Linked DNA regions of Gossypium hirsutum: region 1 is linked to region 2. Evidence: chromatin contacts called from public Hi-C data. All regions are on one chromosome and are shown on one strand. Each heading gives the region's core, a stretch centred on a gene start, on an enhancer-like site or on the middle of the called end of the contact. The rest is flanking DNA. Distances are from core to core; before and after follow the strand shown.

Region 1 (5,569 bases), core at 1,055-3,554, 89 kb before region 2:
TTTGTGATGTTCATGTAATCAATGAATTTACAACAACATTTTTGAAACTCTATCATTTTAATTTAAAAATTTTTATGATTTTATTACACTTAAATAATTCTTTAAATTTTAATCTTTAATTGAATTATATATATATAATTCAACTTTATTTCTTTATGACCCTTTATTAAATTTTTAAAAAAAAATTGTACTTTTGGCCCCTTTCAAAAAATAATAATATTTTTAGCTTTTCTTTTCCTTTTCCTTAATTTTATTTTGGCCCAATAAAAATTCTCAAGTTTCACCCCTAAAATAATAGGCTTTTTTAAAAATTATAAAATTATAAATTAGTAAAATAATAAATTGCACTTTATCTCTCAAAAAATTATAATTTAATTTTCTAATTTCACCCTGCATAAAATAATATAAATTTTGTCCAATAAGCTCCAATACTTTGATTTACATTTACATTAACTCTTATTTCAAATGAAATATTGATTTATATTAAGAAATTTATTTTGATATAAATAAAAGATTAAAAGCTTATTTAAATATAAATTAAAGATTAACAACTTATTTGAGTGTCAATTAAAATTTAAGGATTCATTTGAATATCAATTAAAATTTAAGAGTTTATTTGAATATTTAAACTTATGTAAATAAAGTGATCATAAATACAAAAACTTATTACAATAGTCAATATCAAAATTGTGGCTACATATAAGTTTATAACTATATTACAAATACATAATAATTTTTTTCCTCCAATTTTATATAAAAAACCATTTTACTCGTTCATTTAATTTTTTTCTCTTTTAACCTTTAAACTTGCATTGTTTGTTAAATCACCCCAAATAGATTGAAAAGTTAATGTCTATTACCCTTGCTGACGCGGCATTCACGTGTATGCTACATATATCCCACATCAACAATTAATTTTTTATTTTAAAAAATATTTTATATCTTTTTAAAATTTTAAAATTTTTTAAATTCTTTTTGAAGTTTTAAATATTAAATATTAATTATTTGTTGAATATGCCACATCAAAATTAACATACATTAACTTCTCAATCAATTTGGGATAAATTGATAACAATACAAGTTGAAGGACTAAAAGAGACAAAAAATTAAATGAAAGACTAAAATGATTTTTTTTAATGAAATTTGAGAGCTAAATAAATCATTATACTTATTTAAAATTGTGATGAATTTGTTACTATGATTTTTGTTTAATTTACCATTTAGCAAGAAAGCCTAAACCAATGAAATAATTTGTGCAACAAATGTAGAGGTGTCCATGGGCTAGGCCAAACCAAAATCTTAGACCCATTTGCTAGGTTTGGGCTTTGCCTGAGCTGAAAAATGGACATAACATTTTGCCTAAGCCCAAATTGGATAAAAAATGTTAAAATTTGGACCCGGTCCAGTCGTATTAAAATTTATATTATTTATTATATAAATTTTAAAAAATATATAATACATCAAAAATACTAAAAATATTAAAATAAATGTTTCCCAACAAATTGAAAATAAATTTTTAAAAAAATTATGTATACTTAAATAATACTAAGATTGATACAACTTAACAAGTAAATACATCTAAAAAACAACATTCTTTTTGCGTATTCGAGTTGAACCCAAGCCGAAAAAATATTACCCGAGACTTGACCTATTTTTCTAAGCGAAACCTTATTTTTTTGTCCAAATATATTTTTCAAACTTATATTTTTATTTAAACTCTCTAACATTTCAGACGAGCCTTCACTCTAGCGACCATGTACAGGCTGCATGCTATACATCTTCATTATTATTATTATTATTTTATTTCGGAGATCTCTAAAATATAAATAATGTTTAGCTACATTATCAAACTGAAAAGGGTGAAGACAATGCCCCCAAATGAAGTCATGAATGGTTAGGTTTTGGCTGCAAACTCTTGAAGGTGATGTTGATAGTGGGGTTCCAAAAGCACAATGTTGCTCACCAAAATTAATCAATCAATCAATCAAGCACAGCTAGCTGCATACATGAAGACTTGTTATTATAGTGGAAATCCCTATGAAAAGTTAGGTACATGTATATAAAGTATCATTCGAAATTAAATTTTATTTTATTTTATATCGCGTTTAAAATTATCCAAAATTTAAATTTTTATGGCATAGATAAGTGGATTAGCTAAATCAAGGCTTTTGGTTCACCTAAAATTTTACTCAAAAACCACTCAAATTGGCTTTACATGTCAGCCTGGAGGATAAACTAATATATTATAGTGACCATTAGGTTGATGGTTAGATTAATACAAACAATTTTGATGTAAGGGTAAAGCTTTTCAAGTGGTCATTGTCATCTTCTGCAGCTTTTCATCAAATGCTTGTTTATTATATTAATATGCTGTTGCAGACAAAATGAATCATCATCGTATCAAGTTGCATTGTCCACGTTCCATCGTCGGTTGGTTGGTTCAATTAAGTAATTATTAATTATAAGAATGGTACATACTTGATTTTGGTATTAATATTTTATCTTTTGTGATAGATAAATAAAATTATATTTCTAAAAAATTGTATTTTTAAAGTTAATAATAAAATTAGTTCGGAATAAGTAAAAGTGTTATTTGACTTATTCCAAGTTTAGTTGGGAGGAATAGAATAGGGTTATAATGAAATAGAACTGTAACTTAATAGAGATTTAATCAGTATTTCAGTTGTTTGGTTGAATGGAATGAAATGAAATTGTAATAGTATTCTTTTATTTGGTTGAATGAAATAGATGTTGTAATGTCATAAGGAAAAAAACTTAAATGACCAAAGTACCCTTAGCAATTTTTTTTGTAGTAGATGATTATTATTATTGTTATTAAATTTTAATAAAATTATTATTATTATATATAATTTAATAAAAATAACAAATAATTTAATCATATTTTAACATAATTATTATTAAATACAATTTAATAAAATAATATATAATTTAATAACATTCTTAATACAATTATTATTAAAAATATGAATTAATAAAAATCATAATATATAATATTATAAAAGTAATTTATAACCTACATTATCATTTTTAAATTGCAATGTATATTTAATGTGCTAAAATATCATTTTTATAAATATATCATTTATATTTTTATATAATTAAATTAAAACACTTGTTCCCTTGTCAAATAACTGTAAGGAAAGTCACTCCAAGCCAATATGCTATACTATAAACAAGCATCAAAAGAGCTCATAAAATATATATTTCAAAGTTTCATCTCAAATTGGATTATCCTTCATGTTCATGAAAGCATGGCAACGACATACACATCTACACACAGAGTTCATTGTAAATACCATTCAATTTGATAGTACTAAAAAGACATCACACAATTTATTGTTGTAGAAGAGGAGGATTAGATACTTCTGCCAACAATAGTCACCATCAATTTAAACAAATAAACCTTGAACGATCAAATATGAGAAGCAAAGAAAAATAACTAATTCGTTATTTTTTATTGTATTTTTTCTGCATTTTGGCTACAACCATTCTTACAAGTCTCAAAACTCCAATTATCAAAGCCAACTTCATCTATACACAACATAACAATATACATTCAATTCCTAATCACCTTCATAAAGAAATCAAACAATATCAAACATCTAAACCTAATCGATAAAAACGAATTTATATGGGTGATAATCCTATATTTTGTTCTTTTTGTGAAGTGCAACCCTTAATCCCCATAGTGCTTGGTATGTATTTTCATGTTGGTTTGATTCACAAATTGAACTTGTGTAAACAAACTCTTATTTCAAGTATATACTGCAAATCTCATCTAAACAGTTCTATCCTCTAAATCTAACAACAACATAAGATATGTCATCTTTACTGTCTCTTTTAATTGCTTTCACAATTAGTTCTTTCAAAGCCTTCTGTGAGTCTTTAAAATTTTTTGCAATATCAACAGCCTCTTGATTACTCATCACTTGGATTAAGCATAAGCAAAAGGAAAAATAACTCCTATAAAACTATTTCCAGCTCAATAAGGAGACATCAAAGTAAAGTGTTTTAACTTCCAAAGACCATCACTTGTAAGAATTAAAATATTTGTACTGTTATCTATGTTGGTCCATTGAATGTCAGGATTTGATCGTAGATGCGATTTAAGGCTCTTGTCATCGAAAGCACATGAAACTACTAGTTGTCCATTATAGTATGCACAAACAATAAATTTAACAATCTCATCATTTTAGAAAATTAGAAACACAAGGTTGTATTTTACACAAGGAATATGATGCGTATAAATCAACCAAATTAGAAAAAATGTTACACCCCATACCCGTAACCTTCGCTGGGGCGGAGTACGAGGCATTACCTATACTTGATCTCATGCATACAAACAGTCTCAAGTCTCCGAGACTCGTTCCCGATTAAACCTTTTCAATTTCTACTTTAAACTTCTTATTATGGGCCTCTGAGCCTCAAATTGACCATTGAAAACTATTCGGGACTATACCGGGTCTTTAAACCAACTATAAAAATTTTTGTCCTTAAAACAGGGCACACGCCCGTGTGACCAACTTGACACAATCGTGCTAATGACCCGTGTGACTCACACGGCCTACAAACCTAGGGACACATCCGTGTCCTTTACTCGTGTGATATTAATTTCAAATTCAAACCTACAGGGGTTTTCACACGGCCAGACATACGCTCGTGTTTATGGCACGTGTCCTTCTCACGGGCAGGACACACTCATGTGTTATCCCGTGTGCAAAAACCTGGGTATTCTATTTCTGATCTCAGCATTCCCAAAATGACACACGGCCATGGCACACGCCCGTGTACTAGGCCGTGTCCTCCACACGATTGAGACACATGGCCGTGCCTCTGCCCGTGTATTTATTACCATGCATCTTGACTTGAAATTTTTTACGTGCAGGGGACACACGGCTGGACCACACGCTCTTGGGGCAGGCCGTGTGTCACACATGTCCTAGACACACGCCCGTGTGCCTACCCGTGTGGACAGCATAAGGCTATTTACCAAGCCTATTGCCACCCTTACACATATAGTTCCAGACAAATATCAACCAATATCGAAACAAGTATAACTCTTATAACTAAATCAACCATAATAGACATTCATTCAACCATGAGAATACAACTTTCATAAACTCAAAAAGAATATTAACTATCATTCATAGCTTAATACAAATTAAAGGGTTTCCAACCCAAGCCAACACATTTGGCCAATTCTCAAAGACACAAAATAATAAAGTCTAAGTCCTATACATGCCATATTCAAAAATATAAATACCGAATGCTTCGGTTGATAGTGTGATCGATATCTCTGACTTCTAGAATCCTTGAGCTAATTAGGCGGCACTGCAAGGAAATGGAAAGGAAAGGGAGTAAGCACAAAAGCTTAGTAAGTTGCATATAAGTAAGTACACAACAACAACATTTTATCAATGATCTACATGCTCATGATACCAAGGTAGACATAGGCATAACTTACTCATTACCATCCATACTAGTCACATATTGTTCAATGAGCTCATGTCTCACACGTACCAATTAGGTACCTGTACCACTCACAACA
Region 2 (5,236 bases), core at 2,043-4,542:
TTAGATCGGTGTATCTATTATATTTTCTTACATTTATATCATATAAATATTGAGAATATACAAAATTTATCTTAAAAAAACTATGCCCGTAGTGTGGCTTTTCTCTGAATGCCCGTAGTGTGGCTTTTCTATTCTTAGTTTTTTTAGGAAGTTTTCTGGAGTCTTTTTGTGTTTTGGTTCTTTTTGCGAAGATATGGAGAATATCTTAGCAAGTTTACAAATCGAAAAGGAAGAGGAGAGTGGAGATAAAGAGTTGTGGGAGATTGAAATAGAAGAAAACTTAACGGAGCAGGCCATTAATTTTTGTTTAGTCGGTTGTTTCCTTACAGCAACGACTATCAATTTCCATTCTATGCGCACGGTGATGGCCAATCTCTGGCATCCTATGGAGGGGTTTCTATTACTGACATTGGTGAAAAAAGAATTCTTTTTCGTTTCTTTTGTGAAGTGGACAGGATAGAGTGGTTAAAGGGTCACCATGGACCTTCAACAATCATTTGCTCATCATCTCTATGCTAAAAGAGGGGGAAGACCCGCTGGAAGTGCCTCTCAATAACGCCAATTTCTGGGTTCAGATCCATGATTTACCTTTAGGTCTGTATTCAGAAAATATTGCAAGACAGTTTGGTGACTTTATAGGTTCTTTCATAGAGTATGATACAAAAGCCATTACAGCAGGTCTATGGAATTTTATGAGAATTAGAGTGCAAGTGGATGTCCGAAAACCTTTGAAGAGACGGAAGCGATTACTGGTTGCTAAATTGAAAGAATTTTGTGTCAGTTTTAAATATGAAAAGTTAAAAACTTTTTGTTTCTTATGTGGACGTCTAGGACATGGAGAAAGCTTTTGTTCGATTCAAATGTATCATGGGAGTAAAGATTTACTGATGGGAAGGGATATTTCCTTAATTGCTCTTCCTCGACGAGCGGTGGTAGGTGGGAGTCTTTGGCTTAGGGATTCCGTTACAGATTGGGGAGTAATGGCAGGGGCATCAGGATCAAATTCAGGGAGCGATTTTAGGAATCAACATATTCCTAATTTGATGCGCATTTATGAAGCAAATTTGGGGTTAAACTTGATGGGTAAGTCTTTTCCCCCCCAAGGCAATAGCATTAATGAAGAGGATTTTATGGATGATGGATCAATGAATGAGGAAGGGCCTATTCTTGTCAATGAAGGAAAAAAAATTGAGGCCCAATTTTGTGCAGGAAGTTGCAATTCAAAGCGATTCTTCTGAAAGGCATAGGGAACGGACGAACTTTTATCAAAATGAGATATCAGCTGAACCTGGGGAGCGGGTCAGCCGAATATTATGAAAATTTTAAGTTGGAACGTCCGTGGACTGGGGAATCCATGGTTGGTCCGACGTGTTCAGCATTTTCTGAAAAAAATCGCCCCCATATTTTTTTCTTTATGGAAATTAAAGTTGATAGAAGTAGAATGGAAAGAATAAGGAGAAAGTTCAGGTATCAGAATGGAATTGAGGTTGCGGCCAATGGTACTAGGGGTAGTCTTTCTGTTGGATGGACTAATGAGGTTGATATTCGACAATTGGGTTATAATGACAATTGCATTGATGTTATGGTCATTAATAACAAAAATAGACCTGATTGGCGTCTTACTGAGTTTTACAGAGCTCCTGATGTTAGAGATAGAATTGGTTCTTGGAATCTGCTTAGAAACCTCAGTCATAATTTTTCGGAAGCATGGGTCGTGTTGGGTGATTTTAATGAAATATTATCTAATCAAGAGAAATGTGGAGGAAGACTTAGAGGGGAAAAACAAATTGAAGCTTTCAGAGATGCTTTGGATTATTGTGGACTCACGGATCTTGGTTACCAGTCGTTGGTATACTTGGGAAAGGGGGAATTTTGAGTCTACCAATATTCGAGAAAGATTAGATAGAGGAGTTGCGAATTTCCAATGGTATAATTCTTTCTCTAATTATAAGCTTGTTCATTTACCAAATTCGACTTCGGATCATTGCCCTATTTTCCTTGATTCTGATTTTTTTTGCTAATGATAAATATGTAGTTAAGAATCGAGATTTCCGATTTGAAAAAATATGGTTATTGGAAGTCATGTTATGCTGAAGTTAAGTTTTTGTGAGAATTGAATAAGCATCTTAATGTTCCGAAGCGTCTCCATGCTGTTGGCAAAGGTCTCAGTAGATGGGCAATGAGGATTAGGAGGGAGAAATATGGTAAAGTGATTTCTTTTAAAAGCAGATTGAATACTCTTGACAACACCCCTCCTAATGACGAGACCTTGGAGGAAATTATTGAAGCTAAGCTAGATCTTAATCTGGAAATAGATAAAACCAAAATGTACTAGGAACAGAAGGCCCGATCTAATTGGCTTAAGAATGGGGATCATAATATAAAATTTTTCCACAGTCTTACTTCTAACAAACGCCGTATGAATAAGATCATGAGACTCAAATGTGAGGATGGTTCGGTTATTACTGAGGAAGATGAGATGATGAAGACGACAGTCAGCTATTTTAAGGAATTATTTACTAGTTCTTGGCAGAGGGATGATGATAATACGTATGGAGGAGTTTCCTCAAGAATGTCTCCATCTATGAATGAAAAACTATTGCGTGAGTTCAAGGTTGAGGAAATCAGAGAGGCTCTTTGGGAGATAGAGCCGACTAAAGTGCCAGGAGTTGATGGTTTTCATGTTATTTTCTTTCAAAAGTTCTGGCACAAAATCGGACAGGATGTAGCGAAGTTTTGTTTACAAGTCATTAATAGGGAGACTTCACTTCATGAAGTTAATTCTACCAAGATTATTCTCATTCCCAAAGTAAGTGATGCAGATATGATGTCTCTATTTCGCCCTATTAGTCTATGTTCAGTCTTATACAAAATAATTTCTAAGACCATTGCTAATAGATTGAAATTGGTTTTGGACCAATGCATTGATCATGCTCAAGGAGCGTTTGTGCCGGGTAGACTAATCTTAGATAATGTCCTTGTGGCATATGAAATTTTACATGCTTTGAAAAAGAGGAGAAAAGGGAAAAAAAGGTTTTTTTGCGTTAAAGCTTGACATGAGCAAAGCTTACGATAGAGTGGAATGAGGTTTTTTAGAAGGAATGATGAAGCATATGGGTTTTGCGTCGGAATGGATTAGTTTGATAATTTATTGTATCTCCTTGGTGTCTTATACTGTCAATTTCAATGGGTCCTCGAGTGAGAATTTTTTCCCTCAAAGTGGACTACATCAAGAGGATCCTTTAAGCCCCTACCTTTTTCTGATTTGTACGGAGGGCTTATCAGCTTTATTAGATTCTGCTGTTCAGACATGCAACTTAAGAGGGGTGAAAGTTTGTAGAGGAAGCCCTGCTGTCACTCACCTATTTTTTGTTCATGACAGTATTATTTTTGGCGATGCAAACGATACAGGAGGGCGGGTTTTGATGGATATTTTGAAACGTTATGAAACTGCGTTAAGGCAGAAGATAAACCTTGATAAGTCACAGATTTTCTTCAGCTCAAATGTCTCTGATATTTCTTGTAGTCGTTTGGTGCAGATGTTAGGAGTTCGGCGATCACTATGTATGGAAAGATATTTGGGTCTCTCTACGATGGTTGGGAGGAAAAAGAAGGATGTGTTTCAACATATTTGTGATAGGATGAGGATGAAAGTTCAGAGTTGGGGAGATAGACTTCTTTCTCAAGGTGGAAAAGAAGTTTTTATTAAAACGGTCCTTCAAGCTATTTCTACATACTCGATGTTGTGTTTCCTGTTTCCTAAGACGTTGCGTATGAAGCTTGAAAGTATCATGAGTAGGTTTTGGTGGCAAAAAAGTTCAACTTGAAATGGAATGCACTGGTGTAACTAGGCTAATCTCAGTATCCCTAAAAATTGTGGTGGTATGGGTTTTAGGGATCTTGGCAAGTTTAATATTGCCTTTTTAGCGAAACAAGGTTGGAGGTTAGTTACTAATCTGAATTCTTTATTGGGACGTATTTATAAAGCTAGGTACTATCCCCATACCTCATTTTGGAATGTCACATTAGGCACTAATCCGTCGTATACTTGGAAGAGTATTTTTGCGGCCAGAAAGGTTTTAGAAGATGGTTTGGGCTAGAAAGTGGGATCAGGTTCCCAAATATCAATTTTGCAAGATTGTTGGTTACCTCGTTGGGCAGGGGGAAAAATTCACGCTACTCCTGCAAACAGCATGTTTGACAAAGTGTCAGAGCTTATTGATTATTCTACTAAGTCCTGGAAAGTGGATTTAAATAGTAGGTGTTTTACCCCTTTGGAAGCTATTGTAATCTGTTGCATTCCTCTTTCGGTTTACAACTCTAAAGATAGAATGGTGTGGTTTGCTGATAACTTTGGCAGGTATACGGTTCGTAGTGGGTATCGCTGTCTTGTTGGTTCGCGGGTTGAAGACGCTATGAATACTGACTCTTCAGGAGTTTACAAAAATATTTGGGAATTAAATCTTCCCCCAAAGATCAGAATCGCTGTTTGGCGATTTACAAAAGATTATATTCCTGCTACTGTTAATCTATACAATAGACGTTTTAGCTCTTCCCCAAGTTGCCCTAGCTATGGTGAAGCCTCGGAGAATTTCATGCATACTCTCCTAGTTTGTGGACCTGCGAAAGATGTTTGGCAATCAATGGGAGTTGACTAGTCAAATTTCAATGAGAGTATGGATTTTTGTACCTAGCTCAACTTGGTTTTTCAAGACAGAAGGCATGATTTTGGTGAAATTGCTACAACCACAGCCTGGGCACTCTGGCAAGCCCGAAATAAACGCACAATGGAGGGAAAGCGACAATCAGCCGAAGATATCTGCTCTCTTACTTTCAGTATTATAAAGGAGATGTGTAAGTTGAAAGAGAGAATACCTGCTCCGGTGAACAAAATGAATCCCATTTGGATGCCTCCTCAAGAACCTTTTGTTAAGGTAAATTTCGTTGCTGCATTTAGAATAACTCTTCGTCAGTCATCTTCTGGTTTTATTATCAGAAATTCTAGGGGTCAGGTGATGGGATACGGAACCATTTTTAATAAGTTTGTCTCAGATTCGTTCACTGCTGAGGCTATAGCCTGCCTTCAGGCTCTGGATTTCGCTAGGGATATGGGTTTTACTCATGTGCAAATGAGGGTGATTCTAGAACTACGATTGCTAAAATAAACCAAGTTCTTCCAGATTTTTCAGACATGAGGACTTACATCGAAGAAATAAAGATACAAGCAAGTTCTTTT

Evidence for each region. A called contact is a pair of places that touch in the nucleus more often than the background predicts.
Region 1: a contact with region 2 is called in a Hi-C map of hypocotyl, with 2.3 times the contacts expected there. The contact joins two enhancer-like sites. A contact is called at or near these places in 4 of 34 Hi-C or Micro-C datasets (callus, hypocotyl, leaf and 1 more).

What each region holds. Positions count from the first base shown.
Region 1 is chrA12:49,006,541-49,012,109 of Gossypium_hirsutum_v2.1, reverse strand. No RefSeq gene overlaps it. Among protein-coding and RNA genes, the nearest start is that of LOC121211386, 25 kb to the left of the region's middle. Within about 2 kb of position 2,304, at least 2 of the 9 cell types and tissues checked have an H3K27ac peak or open chromatin away from gene starts, as enhancers often do. A contact at or near this core is called in hypocotyl, where this site is marked.
Region 2 is chrA12:48,919,342-48,924,577 of Gossypium_hirsutum_v2.1, reverse strand. No RefSeq gene overlaps it. Among protein-coding and RNA genes, the nearest start is that of LOC121210789, 15 kb to the right of the region's middle. Within about 2 kb of position 3,292, at least 5 of the 9 cell types and tissues checked have an H3K27ac peak or open chromatin away from gene starts, as enhancers often do. A contact at or near this core is called in hypocotyl, where this site is marked.